Linked DNA regions of Neogale vison: region 2 is linked to region 1. Evidence: chromatin contacts called from public Hi-C data. All regions are on one chromosome and are shown on one strand. Each heading gives the region's core, a stretch centred on a gene start, on an enhancer-like site or on the middle of the called end of the contact. The rest is flanking DNA. Distances are from core to core; before and after follow the strand shown. Region 1 has its middle 77 kb from the start of SCOC. Region 2 holds the start of MAML3 (mastermind-like protein 3).

Evidence for each region. Hi-C and Micro-C count contacts between places; a contact is called where the count stands out from the background.
Region 2: a contact with region 1 is called in a Hi-C map of muscle, with 8 times the contacts expected there. The contact joins the promoter of MAML3 here to the enhancer-like site in region 1. A contact is called at or near these places in 2 of 3 Hi-C or Micro-C datasets (fibroblasts and muscle).

The regions. Positions count from the first base shown.
Region 1 is chr11:71,774,313-71,781,085 of ASM_NN_V1, forward strand. No RefSeq gene overlaps it. Among named protein-coding and RNA genes, the nearest start is that of SCOC, 77 kb to the left of the region's middle. Within about 2 kb of position 2,684, the one cell type or tissue checked has open chromatin away from gene starts, as enhancers often do. A contact at or near this core is called in fibroblasts, where this site is marked.
Region 2 is chr11:71,855,946-71,862,718 of ASM_NN_V1, forward strand. MAML3 (mastermind-like protein 3) reads left to right here and starts at 4,083. Exons shown (of 5, transcript XM_044268051.1): 1 at 4,083-5,328. The coding sequence starts at 4,858.

The sequences.
Region 1 (6,773 bases), core at 1,434-3,933:
AGAGCTAGTGCCTCCGTTGGGGGTGACAACCTGATTAGATGGATTGCCTTCTTCGGGGAGATGCAGAAAACATCTTCACGTAACCCTCAGTCAAAAACTAGGCATGGGAGGGAAGTGTCTCCCAGACAGCTGGCAGCAGACGCTGGCCTTGGGCAGAACCACAGAAAACTGCGGAAAGTCATCGATGAGGACATATCCAGAAAAGGGGACAAGATGAAACCTCCACTCAGACATGAGGAAAAGCTGGAGTGAAACTTGTTAATAACCATCTTATCACAGCCCGAACATGGGGGTGATTTGCACACCTGGGTCTGGGTCTCCCGGAGCTATGTGGGCAGAAGAGAAGCATCTGCAGGGCCAAAGTGCTTGGCGGAGGGTGGGAAGAGCCTCTCCCACCTGCAACAGACCCCTGCTGTGTGGTGGGCGTGGCAGCCTGACAGGGAGAGCCTCGTCACCAGCTACAGGGGGAGAAGGAGCCGTCACTAGTGGAAAGGTGAGGTTGACTGTATGAGGACTTCGTTGCTGCCTGAGACTCAGGTTTCCACGAGCTCATCAGCAATTCTGCCGGGGAATGTTCCCTGCCTGGGGAACCGGAAGGCGAAGTGGGGACTCATGACAGCACAGCCAGAGGTACAAAATGGCAACGGCACGCGGATGCTTCTGGCAACTATAGGGTCCTGCAGAGCAGAAAGCTGTCACGTGACAGCAGGAGGGTAGAAATGGTCATGATGATGATGCTGACAAATACTTAGTATTATGTGCCAGGCACTGTACTAAGCTCTTTACACATTCTGTTGCTTTAAATCCTCATAATAAACTTAAGAGGCACTGTTATTATCCCCAAATGAGGAGACAAGCTCAGAGAGGTTAAATAGCTTGTTTATATTTATAGCCTGCTCTCCTCAACACTGCCAGATACCTCAGGGGCCTCTCTCCCATTTTGTTTGTTTTTTGGGTTTTTTTGGTCTGAAAAAGACACTCAGGGGAAGAACAGAGGCACATAACCGACTCTCCTGCAGGTTACAGGCCTCTCCCGTAAGTGTGTTCACTCACAGAGGCCTTGAACAAAGCCCATGCACAGCTACGTGAAAATCTTGTCTTCCAGATGACATCCCGGTGCAGGCGAAGGGAAAAAATAAATTTGCTAAGCTTTCGATGTAGCCGTTGTCCCCATCAGAAGCAAGAGCATCTCTGTAATGATGAAAAGCACTATAATTTTAACCTTGTTATTGGACTAAGCACAATTTACGCTAGTGATAGAAGAAAAAGAAAAGATTTATGAGATGTAAGATAGAAAGATAAACTCTTGTCCCTTAGCGGCTATTAGAAACATTGCCCAAATACCATAAATGTGTGAAAGATGACATGATTATTTTTGCATTTCCACTGGGCATTTCCTATATTGCAAGAATTTACAAGGACAGAAGTCCCCAGTACAGATGGTAGAGCTGGAGGGGAAGGCAGTAGAGTCAACAGCCACATGCCCAGCTCCTCCTCTGAGATGGAGTCCCCAGAGGCCAAGCCCCAGGCGGGCCCGGCTGTGTAAGGCAGGTGGCTTTAGGCATGGAGAGTACACTCAAGCTGCCTAAGGTACAACACCTGCCAGCACCCTCTTTCAGTCCCACCTCTAAACACCTGCAATTAAACAATTTTGGTGGCAATACCCTGACCCGTGTTTCGTCCAGATTTGGTGTCAGATTCTGGTCCTCACCCAGATCTGGAACATGAGACAGTGCCCAGGGCAGTGAAGGAGGCACGAGGAGAACAAGCTGATGTTCATCTCCTTGCCTCACAAAGCCCGTAAACAGAAACTTCCAAGAAGTTAGGGCCGCCAACCTTGCCCCAAGTAGCCACGGAAGGTTTCCTTTTAGAAGAGAAAGGAAATAGATACCGGAATGTGGTTTAACTGAAACCAGCTTGAAATCAGCCTTGCAGCTGGCCAGCCTGGACGGGTTATCCTCGAAGGGCATCATCGACACTAACATCTGAAGGCCTGCTCGTAAGAAGCTAGTCGTGACCTGGGCTGCTGAGTCAGGTCCATGATGGGGGCTGGGTGGAGCCTGCGGTTAAATTAGGTAATGGGTCTCTTGGCTATCTTCAAGAGCAGAAAGTAAATTTAGACGTTGACCTCTGGAGAAACTTAATAGCAGGCTTGGTTTAGGAAGATAGGACAACAACTAGTAGGGAAATTGGGGCTCCAAGCTTTACTCATCTTGAGTGGCTTCCATCATGTGTTTCTTCAGCATAGGGCTGTGAACTGCATGGGTCTGCAACACAGAAACCCGCTCACTGCTTTGGGTTTCCCCTTCCACAAAGTGGGCGTCATTTCAATCAATCCCTCTCTCTCCAACAGAGATATTAAGAGGGTGAGTTACCAAACACCCGCCAATCGCTTGAGGTGTCCTCCAGAGAGGTGCTCCATAGGTAGGTGATATGGAAATCGTCCTGTCAAGCAGCAACGTGAAGGCCTTACGTGGGTGGAAAGGAGGGCTGCGTGCACGAGGTCCCGGAGGGAAGCGTGGTGACTGCTGTAGGTAATCGGGAGTACTTGAGATGCTGTCTTCCATATTTAAATGTAGGCTGCAAATGGAAAAACAGGTTTTACAACTCTAAATGCACTTTCTACTACACAGAATGGTGACTGGAGCAAAAGCAAAAATAGCTGCTCACACCATACTCTGAGAAAATCTAAATCTGAAAATGATCATTTTTATTTGCATGCTACCAAATAAGGACATGGGGAAGCAATGAGTCACCAGTGTTCCAGCACGCCCCAGACTCCAACATGCTGGGAGGGTGTTCTTTAAAATGAGATTTGGACATTCTAAAATTTACATGAAGCTTCCCCTGCCCCCTCCCCCCACCATGTAACTGTAAGTTCTGAAAAATGGGCCGAATCACAACTTGGCGGAACAGTTAGGCTGCTGCTCCAATGAACGAGTTCCATACTTGGAGAACCTGGGATATATGGGAATAACACTTCACATCTGAAGGGTACCTTAGACTTTTAAAAGTTCTTCCACCTACATCATCTCATTTGATCACATTTGATTCTCACAAAATCCTCGAGGCAAGGTGTTTGTAAGTGTGTGGTTGTCATATTAAAATATCATTAAACCGTGGGGCTTTTTGTAGAGACAGGATGAATTGCTGCTGCCAGAGAGGGAAAAAAGGAACAAACAAATGAAAACGAGGGGATTTAGAGATCTAAGCTCCCTGTTAACATTTCCCGTGGCCCCTGTACAAACCCAAGTTCTTAAAGTGCCAGAACCCAGCAGAAAGGTTGAGGAACTGCTTGCAAGCCAAGTGTGTTTTCTTTTTCTCTGTGCTTTCAGAAGACAGCTTAAAGAGAGTTAGGGAATGTTCTGGCCTTTTGTTTTGAAACTTCCTCTGCTTGTTGTCTCCTTGACTGCAGACTGTGAGATTGGTCTATTTGCTTTAAACAGACTGAACAACCTTTAAAATAAGCAGACTTCTATGACGGGCTGCCTTATTTTGGATGTGCAAAGATGTTTACTGAGCTTCTCATCTAAGACTCGATTCTTCTCTCAGCGTGACACAGTTAAGGGTTTAAAGGGGAGCGCCGTCTGTTGTAGCATGTTTTAGAAGGTGCCAGAAGAAAAATGCCTCTGTTCTACAGCATGATCAGCTGTCTGCAACTCCCCAAGGATTTTTCGTGAACCTTAGAAGGAAATCTGTATTATTCAGGCTCCCAAGGGCAAACCACTCTTGCCAAGAGACCTGAGCAGTTTTCAAAGATGGAAAACCTTTCTTGTGTTCCCAGTAACCAGCTTAGCCTCGAGTCAGGGTTGGGGGCTCAAGACCTTCATGAAACCCAGGAAAAGCATTTTCTGGAGACTTTTGGATGATTACCATAGGTTTTACATATTAACTCACAGCAAAATAATGAAATAAACAAATGAAAAGGATATCCACATTGCCCCCCTTCTTCATCAGACAGAGAGAAAGGGGTAAACAGGGGGGACTTCTATCCATCCCCCCACAACCACCCCAACTTATCACCCATCTTTGTGGAGCACAGCTCACTGTGTGGAGGCTTGCCCCCCACCCCACTCCAGGAAAAGAGGCCATGAGGGTGAGCAAGTCAGGGAGTGTTGGGCATCAGGACATCAAACAGTAGATCATAATAGAAACCAGAGTTCAGGACACAAGGGGTCTGATCCTGCCTCCATCTCGAATTACTTGCGTGACTTTGGTCAAGGCATCTCTCTGTCGTTCATCTGTAAAACCAGAGGTGGGACTAAGTGTTCCCCAAGCTTCCTAATAGCTCCTAAAAATTAGGATTGTCTTGGTAAGGACCGTGTGAAGAGGTTGTGAGGCAAAGTGTGATTATCCCTCTTAGCTGTAAAAGAACAGACTTGGGAGGTGGTGTGAAAATCACCCACAAGAAAGCCTTGTGATGGGTTGGAAAACCATACAGAAACACAGAATTGCGTGCGGTGTATACCATGCATGAGATCTATGAGGCTATATAAAATGAGACTCGGGTAAGAAAGCCCACATCTTAAAGCAGAAAAGTCAGGGGTTTGAACTGAAGCTGTGCCCTATTCCTTTCTACAATCTCGCCGCATGATAATGTAGCACCTTGTGCACACAATTAAATGTCAGCCACAGAAAACATTTCCCTTGGCTTTGTTGTTCCAGAACGGGATTCTTTTGTCCTCAATATAATGGATATGCAGAAACAATGATAGAACAGAGATTTTTTTCTAAAGCGATGACAAACACACTGCTGCTTCCTCCCTCCCTCCTTCCTCCTTATCCCCACCCCCCAAAATAAATCATTGTTCAAAAAAAAAATCCCATTGTCTATTGTCCACGGAGATCAAGATCTGCCTAGGAACAGCTCTGGTGGGCTCGCAGTGGCCCCCAGCAGCCGGTAGGTGGCGCACGAAGGCAGCGCAGGCGGGAACGAGGGGCTGATCCCGGCTTGGTGGGGAGACGGGAGCAGGGGGTCCCGCCGCCCCCACCCCCGCCCGCCCGCCGTCTTCCACCCCCTCCTCACGTGCTAATTGCTGGATACTCTACTGGGACTTGGGTTAGGGGGAAAGAAAGCGGGAATGGGAGGCGGGGAAGGGAGGTGGGGAATCGGGTTCCAAATACACAAAGGCTCCGGGGTCTCGCTGCCCGGGAGCGGGGCGCCCCTTCACTTCCCTCCCCCAGCCTCCCTCCGCGGCGGTGGCTGCCTCCAAAGGAGAGAACCGGCCACTGGGAGGAAAATGGTGATCTGGGTGCGGAGTCCCACGAGCCGCGGTGCCTCGGCTCGCCAGCGCCTGGACGCGTCCTTCCCCCGCTCAGCCGTCTCGGGCTTCGGAGCCCCAGCCCACCCCAAACGCTGTGCAGCCGGGCGCGGGGCTGCCCTCCGACTGGGGGCAGGACCTGCCGGCAGGGCCACGTCCCCACCAACAGGGTCTGGCCGAGCCCCGGAGCAGCAGGGTCCCCTGTGGGTGCCTGGCCCCGGTTGGCGCCATCAGCAGTCCTCCTTCCGAGAAGAGCCACCAGACCCTGCCCCTCCTGCGTCGGGGGCTGGCGCTGTCAGTTCGCGCGACGCTGAGCGGGCCACGCGGTCGTACGACCCCCAACCTCTGTCTAGTAGAACATGGTGTTAAGATTCCTGATGGCCCTAAAGTCAGAGGCCTGGGTTGAAACGTGAGCATTAACACCTGGGGCTTTGTGACCTTGGGGCTGTTCCTAAACTCCCTGAGCTTCCATCTCCCTAGCTATAAAATGCGGCAGTAATACTTACCTCATAGGAATGTTGTGAGGATTTTTTAAAAGTGGTACTTAACTTAGCAGGAGGCCTGGCTACAGTAACTATGATTATTAACAACCTGACTCTCCTTAGAGAGGGAGGAAGATGCACAGTTTGCTGCCCTTGAGACAGATCTGGAATCATTGTTGCCGAGACCTGAGAAGGGTTGGAGGAGGAGATCCAAGGGAACGTCTTCAGACTGGCCACCTCTAACAGAAGATGACATGGGTCTCCCTGCTGCCTTCAGCCCCAGGCCCTCCTCCTGCCCCTGAGGTTGGGCTGTGGCTGTTAGGTTCTTTTCCTCCTCTTCCCCGATATGCATTCTCACTGGTTTTATAGGCCCTCCTCCTTAGGAGAGTTCTGCTAGAACGCATTACGTGGGTTTCCCCAGTCAGACACACCCAGGTTGGAATCCTAGATCCCTCATTTGCTAGCTGGGAAATTGGGCAGGTTATTTAAGGTCCCTGAGCTTCAGTCTGCTACTTGATAAAAACGGTGGTCTGATTCTTACTTCGCATGGTTTCTGTGAAAACTAATGGAGATAGTGTATATAAACTGCCTATCGTGTACTATCTCTTAAGTAAATTAAAAATTTTCCATTTGACAGTTGAAATTAGGTTAGATTGTCTTGCAGAAGATAATGGAAGTTCACTGGAATTTCCACAGCCATTCGGCAAAGGTGAACCCAGCAACAGCTAACAATTAGCCTCTCTACTCCCATCTGAGTCAGCAAGGCTTATTTTTCCTGCAGGAAGAGAGCAGAAATCCAGTGAGGCCACATTCTCCTCAGAGCCTCACAGGTGTAATTCAGACACTGAAAAAGGCTTGTGAACTTTTGGGGGCCACCAGATGCCTGTTTTAGAGCGATACTCCAGCTGGAAAGTTCTTTAGGGGTAGGGCTTGCTTAAAAGTTGCATTCTAAGCCGTGGTATGTGCCAGGCTCATCATCGGTTCCTTGGTGACTTCCTTAGCACTGACTGCGTGCATGCTGCCACCAAAG
Region 2 (6,773 bases), core at 2,833-5,332, 83 kb after region 1:
TCTTATAAGACTAGGTTCTTCAGAAACATACTCTAGAAAACACTCTATTAACACATCTATTGCATTGCCAAAGTCAAAAGCATGAATCAGCTTTAATCCTTTCAATGGAAGCATTATCACCAGGATAGCGTCTAAACTTCTGGATGGCCTTGCACAACCTGGATCCTGCTGACCTCCCCAGCCTCGGCCTCATTTCTCAGCACAACCTCCCACACTCCTGCTCCTGTGAGGGAGTCACTGGAGGACTTGCTGGAACAGATCTGGGCCTTGTTCTAGCTGTTTCTTAGCTCCCCACGGCGTACCCCACACCCCCAACCTTTGCTTGGCTTACTTCTGCCCAGTTTTTGGAATGAGTTCTGGGGGAGACTTCTTTGGTCCCCATACATGCACTCAAAGCCTCCTTTATGTGTTCCCAAACCCACTTCATATAAGTCCCATCATTGCATCTCTTGCTCTGAGCCTCATTGGTCATCACTAGGTAGGTTTGGACTCCACACTACTCTGCTGTCTTACCAGTGCTTAACACAGGTATCTACCACACAGAAAGGCCAAACCTATATTTGTGAAACTGTTGATATGATAGCTCTTGCTAGACAGTTGATGGCACACCCAATAATGCTAGTAATTTAGGACCACCAGGACCCTCTCCGTGGGCTTATATAAAGGCATGCTTACCTTTAGATGGGCAGCAGAGTACTGTCTCATGGCACAAAAGAGTGGTAACAAAGAGTTCTATTGATCCACATCAAGAGGGAAGCAGAAGTGGCACATATACTGGAGTTTCTACACAAGGACCTCTTCTTCGACATGGAGCCACTGGACCCTAACAGATGGACATGGGAGGATGATGCAGAACTGGCCTAAAGAAAAGGGAATCTGGTTCGACTCCTTAGAACTGCCAACTGTGGCTCAGGGCCAGTGCCTCAGGACAACCTGGTACAGGTATTTATTCATCATGTCCTTTTTGGTATCCAGAGAGATATCATCAAAGTCTGGGGAGGCAGCCACATCATTTCTTTCTCATCATTGCTATGGCATCTCAGATTTCTTTGCTATTCTGGACCAACAGCACTGATGAGGTGTCCGTAGCTCCCATCTGGAAGTTTTGCTTCCTAGCAGGCACAAAGAGAAGAAAAAGACGGTCATGCTATCAGAGTGTGTGCTAGGGAGAAGGGACAAAAATGGCTTCCCCAGAACTTGGACTTCTCTTGACTTTCAAGGAGTTCTATAGGATGGTGGGGATCAACAAACCTTGTGGCAGTATGTCACGGGAGTCTAGAAGTAACCAGTATGAAAGCTTCTGTTTCTTCTAAGGTCACTGGAGCAGATTAAGATCTCTAATTCAGCATGACTTGACTATGTTGCTCAAGACCCAAGTCTCGTTCACTTCCTGTTTCTTTCTTCTAATCAGCCAGCACAATTAGGATGGGGTTTCTGGCCTCAAAGATGTCACAGTGGAATACTGCACAGGTCGTTTTCCTCAAAGACTCTTCCCCCATTGTCCATGACGCCACTTCACCGTCCTCTCTGTCCCTATGTTTCAGTCTTGGAGCTTGTGGCTGCCATTCCCACCATCTTGATAAGATGGCAGATGGGTGCCTCTGTCTGGGTATGTGTGTATGTTAGTGTGTGTACATACACCCATGAGGAGTCAACCTTTCTTTTTTGTATAGTCCACTCATGCACTAAACTGAAGCAGCAAACTATGCTGTAGTTGTGCAAAAATAGCTCCATTTGTCATTGGGGAGCTCTGGGCTAAAGCCACAAAGTGTACTCCTCCACCTGTTGGTCTCCCAAAGGGAAGGATGCAAATTCTTGTGTATTTTTGGTTTCCCTTCATGATGGGAGAGGTAAACAGCTTGATAGGAATGCATATTTGCTGTTACTATTGTCATTTTTTTTCCAGAATTGACAAATTCTCAATGAAAAAATAAATGCTGAGTCACAGGAAATAGCTAGCATTAGAACTCGGGTTTCAGAACTGAAGACCCAGTACTAAAGACCCTCAAACTTTTTGCCTCTACTAGTCTTCTATGGGTGATGTACATGCCTGGTGGGGGAAGGAATAAGAATTAAAGTGTGGTGAAGAGAGAAGAGAGTGAATGCAGAGTCATAGCTTCCTCTCTGCAATGAAGCTATGTATTTCCCAAATTAATAGACACATTATTTAGTTAATATGTAAATAAGACAAAGCCTGTTTTGTGATGTCATTTTCTTAATAATTTTCTCTGTGTTTTTAGAATCTGAACTTTTTGCTATAGAACTAATTCAGTTAAACTTTCTAACAGACTTGAAGGAAGGGCCGTTATGATACAGAAAGTTCTATGTCAACTAAGTAGCCCTCTGAGATAGTACGGCAGCCTCAACGAAACATACTCTCACATTGGTTTCACTCCTTAAAGGTAATCTCACACCACACCAATCAATATTTTGCTGCCCATTTTACCATATAAACCAGTGGATGTTACAGATATAGTTTACCATATAGGCCTGATTAATTGAAGAAAAATATAGCTTCTTATTGCTGACATTATGAGGTTAGAAATAGCATCCTATGCTAATCTGCAATGCCAAGAAATGAAGATGGTTTAAATCAGATCTCATGACTAATGCATGAGATCCAAAGTTCTTTTATTCCTGGCTATTTTAGAAAACTGGGGTGTATTTTTACCCTAAAAACTAATTCTATAAGATTTATTGAGATAATACAAAGTGCCTTATTATTAATAGCCCACAATCAAGATTTTGAACTACTGATGATCACAGAAATCCCGTTTCTCCATTTAAATTTCTTAAAAAATTATGTATATGCAATTAAGTCCAGGCTCAAGGATATTATATTTGACCCTTAGTTTTGTTTTGTTTTTGATATTCAATATCTGGAAAGATAAAGGAAAGTTTAGATTGCTTTCTGTGGTAGTTATCCCATTTTAATTGTACTTATTGTGCATTTGCTTAAGCAGAAAGAAATATATCTAGCAATAAAGTAAGCCTGTTATTTTTGCTTGTTTTTGTTTTGGTCATGACAAACTGTGAAATGCTGTGTTTTTCCTATAGTTCTAGTCCATGAAATCTGCAATCTTTCCACTTGATTTACGAAGGACCCTTAATTACTGCTGTCATTAGCACCTAGTGTTCAAAACAGTCTGTTAAAATGTACTGTTAGTCTCACCTCCAAGTCCCTGCTTGCTTTATTTTAATTTTTTCCAAGGGTAAGTAAAACAATAATTGCCTTAATAACAACAATCATGTACAGTGAATTAAATAAAATTCCTAGTTTTTTGGTGCCTATTTCTTTTTGTTCAGAATTCGGCATCTGTGTGTTAAGACTGGCTTAGAGTTTGAACAAGTGTCCATAAGCAGGGTTATTACTAGCAAAGACTTACTACCTGGGTTCTAAAAACGATTCACTCATTTGTCTTTTTCTTTCCACATGGGTAGGGATGAGAGACAACTGCTGTGAAGCTTCAATGTTTCTGCCTGGTCATGCACAGTTCTGCAATATAATGCATAAATGTATAACAACAACTTGGGCTTGCATGATGCCTCCTTGGAATAAGGAAATCTAGCCAGGCGCGTTCACGCGGCCATCTTCGCGCGCGCGCGCGCGCACACACACACACACACACACACACGCTCTCTGACACAGACACGCACAGACACAGGCGCGCGCGCGCGTACACACACACACACACACACAGGTCAAAAGTTGATTCATTCCCGAGATCCCCCAGAATCTTTTCTTTTTCTCTTTTCTGGCAGCTCGGCTTCCTGTCAGGGTAGTAGTGAGGTTGGGGGCGTGGAGGGGCGGGGAGGGCGAGGCGAGGGAGGCGGGAGCCCGGTGCCGGTGCGTGCCGCGCCCGCTCCTGCCGGGTGAGAGTCCGGGCCGGGTTTTGCGCCGGGTCCCCCGGCTTGTCTCACGGCCTCCAGCCGCCGCCGCTGCCGTGTTTACTGAGCTCGCGCGTCCTGATATCACTCCGCTGGCATGGAGGAGGAGGAGGAGGTGGAGGAGCGAGAGGAGGAGGAGGAGGCGGCGGTGGCGGCGGCGGCGGCGGCGGCGGCGGCGGCGGCGGCGAGCAGTTGATCATTGTGATGGTGGCAGGAGCAGCGGCGGCAGCGGCAGCCCAGCCGAGCGTTAGGGGCTGCTCTCCGCGCGGCGTTTTGCAAAGGACTTCACCGATCTACTTTTGCAGTCGCCTCGGACTGTCCATGTGTTTACTTCCCCCAGCCCGAGGATTCGATATCTAGGTTCCTGTGAAATGCAACTGAGCAGCCAAAGTACTTTGAGAACACGGGGCGGCATAAACACCAAAACTTTTTTGTGGAAGGAAAATGCAATAAGCAAGCTTGCCGTTTTCCGATGCGGTGTGGAGTGAGTGTGTGTCGCGCGTGTCCGCACTGGAGGCATATGCTTGTGTGTGTACATGGGGTGTATTTTTCGGTACGTAGGGAGAAAATGCTTGCCAACCACCGGAAATCTCCTGGAATTTATTAGAAAATAATGGATTATAAAAAGAAGGCAGGAGAGGAGCGGATCTCCCCTTGAGTTGCAACCCGATTTGCTGCTGGCTCAGTTTGTTGTGATTCTTTTTGTTGATAGGTGTCTGATGGTATTCTGATAACACCCCCCTTTTTTCCCCTCGAGCTTTACAGTTTAAAAAAAGGAAACAAAAAACCCACCCCAAAATCTCTCCCCCCCCCTTTTTTTTCGCCCCGTCGGGATCGCTGTTTCCATCCATGTGCTTGCGTCTCCCCCGCGTTCCACTTAAACTATTTTAATTCTTGGACCCAAGGAGGAGGCTGATAGGGGGGTGGATAAAAAAAAGTTCTTCCAAAATAGTGTGCCCGGGGAGCAGGATGGGGGATTTCGCAGCCCCCGCTGCTGCCGCGAATGGCAGTAGTATTTGCATCAACAGTAGCCTGAACAGCAGCCTCGGCGGGGCCGGGATCGGTGTGAATAATACTCCCAATAGTACTCCCGCTGCTCCGAGTAGCAATCACCCCGCTGCCGGCTGCGGCGGCGGCGGCTCCGGGGGCCCCGGCGGCGGCTCGGCGGCCGTCCCCAAGCACAGCACCGTGGTGGAGCGGCTCCGCCAGCGCATCGAGGGCTGCCGGCGGCACCACGTCAACTGCGAGAACAGGTATCAGCAGGCTCAGGTGGAGCAGCTGGAGCTGGAGCGCCGGGACACCGTGAGCCTCTACCAGCGGACTCTGGAGCAGAGGGCCAAGAAATCGGGCGCCGGCACGGGCAAGCAGCAGCACCAGAGCAAACCCCAGCAAGATGCGGAGGCTGCCTCGGCGGAGCAGAGGAACCACACGCTGATCATGGTGAGGGCGCACTGGCAGCAGGCGTGGGGCGCGCGCGTGGGGGGGGCGTGGAGCTTCTTACATGGGGGGAAACGGGTGTCTGATTTAGACGGTGGCGAGATGGGCTGAAACCGAAGGGTTAACATGAACTTTTCTGAGGGAAAAGCTGCCGTCGTCGCTACCTGTTAATCTGTCAGGGTTGTCAGATTTGGGGAAGAGGGGGCGAGAGGGGAGAAGCCAGTCACGACTGCGAGGGGCGGAGGGAGCCTGGGGGAGCGTCGGAGTGAGGCACTGGAAAAGTTTCCCCCCCTCTCCCTTTCTCAGATATGGATTTGAGAGTGAACCCAGAGTTGAAACCTCGCTCCTCCTCTTCACGACTCCCCACCCCACCCCTCGCGGTGCAGCTTCGCCTTCCCAGACCCGTCCCCCTTTGCCCACCCCTCTCAGCACATCCGCAGGGTGCAGGGAGAAATTGATGCTTGTCGCAGATTCTGGGCGGGCACCAGGCCCTCAATCTCTGGGGGGAGGTGGGGGGGAAGGGAGAGGCTCTCGCCTCCTCTCCCTAGCTCACCCCCTTTGGGCTGAGAAAGTCTGAGAGTTTTGTGAATGAACTTTGAAGTGAGTGAGAAGCGGGCGAGGGTGGCTGCGCGCGCGCGCGTTCCTGGGTGCGCGCGCGGATGCGGGGCGCGGGTGCGCGCTCTCGCCGCTGGAGCCCAGAGACTGGTCGGCAGGTGGAGCGGCCGGGAGGGTACGGGGTGGGGGTGCGGGGAGGGGAAGCCGCCCGGCGCGTGTAGTAGGGGAGAGCTACACCCCCGGCGTGCGCCCAGGGTCCAGACCACGCAGCCCTGTTGGGTATTCCTCCTTCTTCTAAACTTGCTTGCACCGAGCCTGCTTCCACCTCCACCCCGCTCCCCACTAACTTTCCAAGCCAGTCTAATAAGCCCGGAGGAGTGGAAGGTAGCAGTCAGACGAAAGAGGCTTAAATGGCTGGGTGGGTGGGTTCGAGGTAGATGAGCAGCCAATGGCTTAACTTCACGGAGAGGAAGGGGCAGTTCCCACCCCCTAACCCTGAGGGTAGAATCCTTTCTCTTATCTCCTCTCTCCGGTTCTTTTGCTTTCCTTTCTGGGGTCGGGGAGGGGTGGGGGGAGGCCGGAAGCTTGGGAAAGGTGTCTGCGGCCCCTTCCCCCACCGCGCCGCCGGGTTTAGGGCTGCGCGTGTGTGCCGGGTGGGCCGGGCTGTGGGAATCCAGGAGCGCAGCACGGCGCGCGGGCTCTCGTTCCCTTTGCGGGCTGCCCCTCGATCGCGGCGCAAGGCCCGGCGCGGGCGGTCCCCTCAGCATATGCGGTTTATAAATCGCGCACACCCGGGGTCTGGTAGTCCTCGGCGCCGCGGGTGGTGCGGGTGCCGCCGCGGGCTTTAGTCCCGCACTCCGGCCGGCGCTCGGTGACAAAGAGCCGGCGAGGGG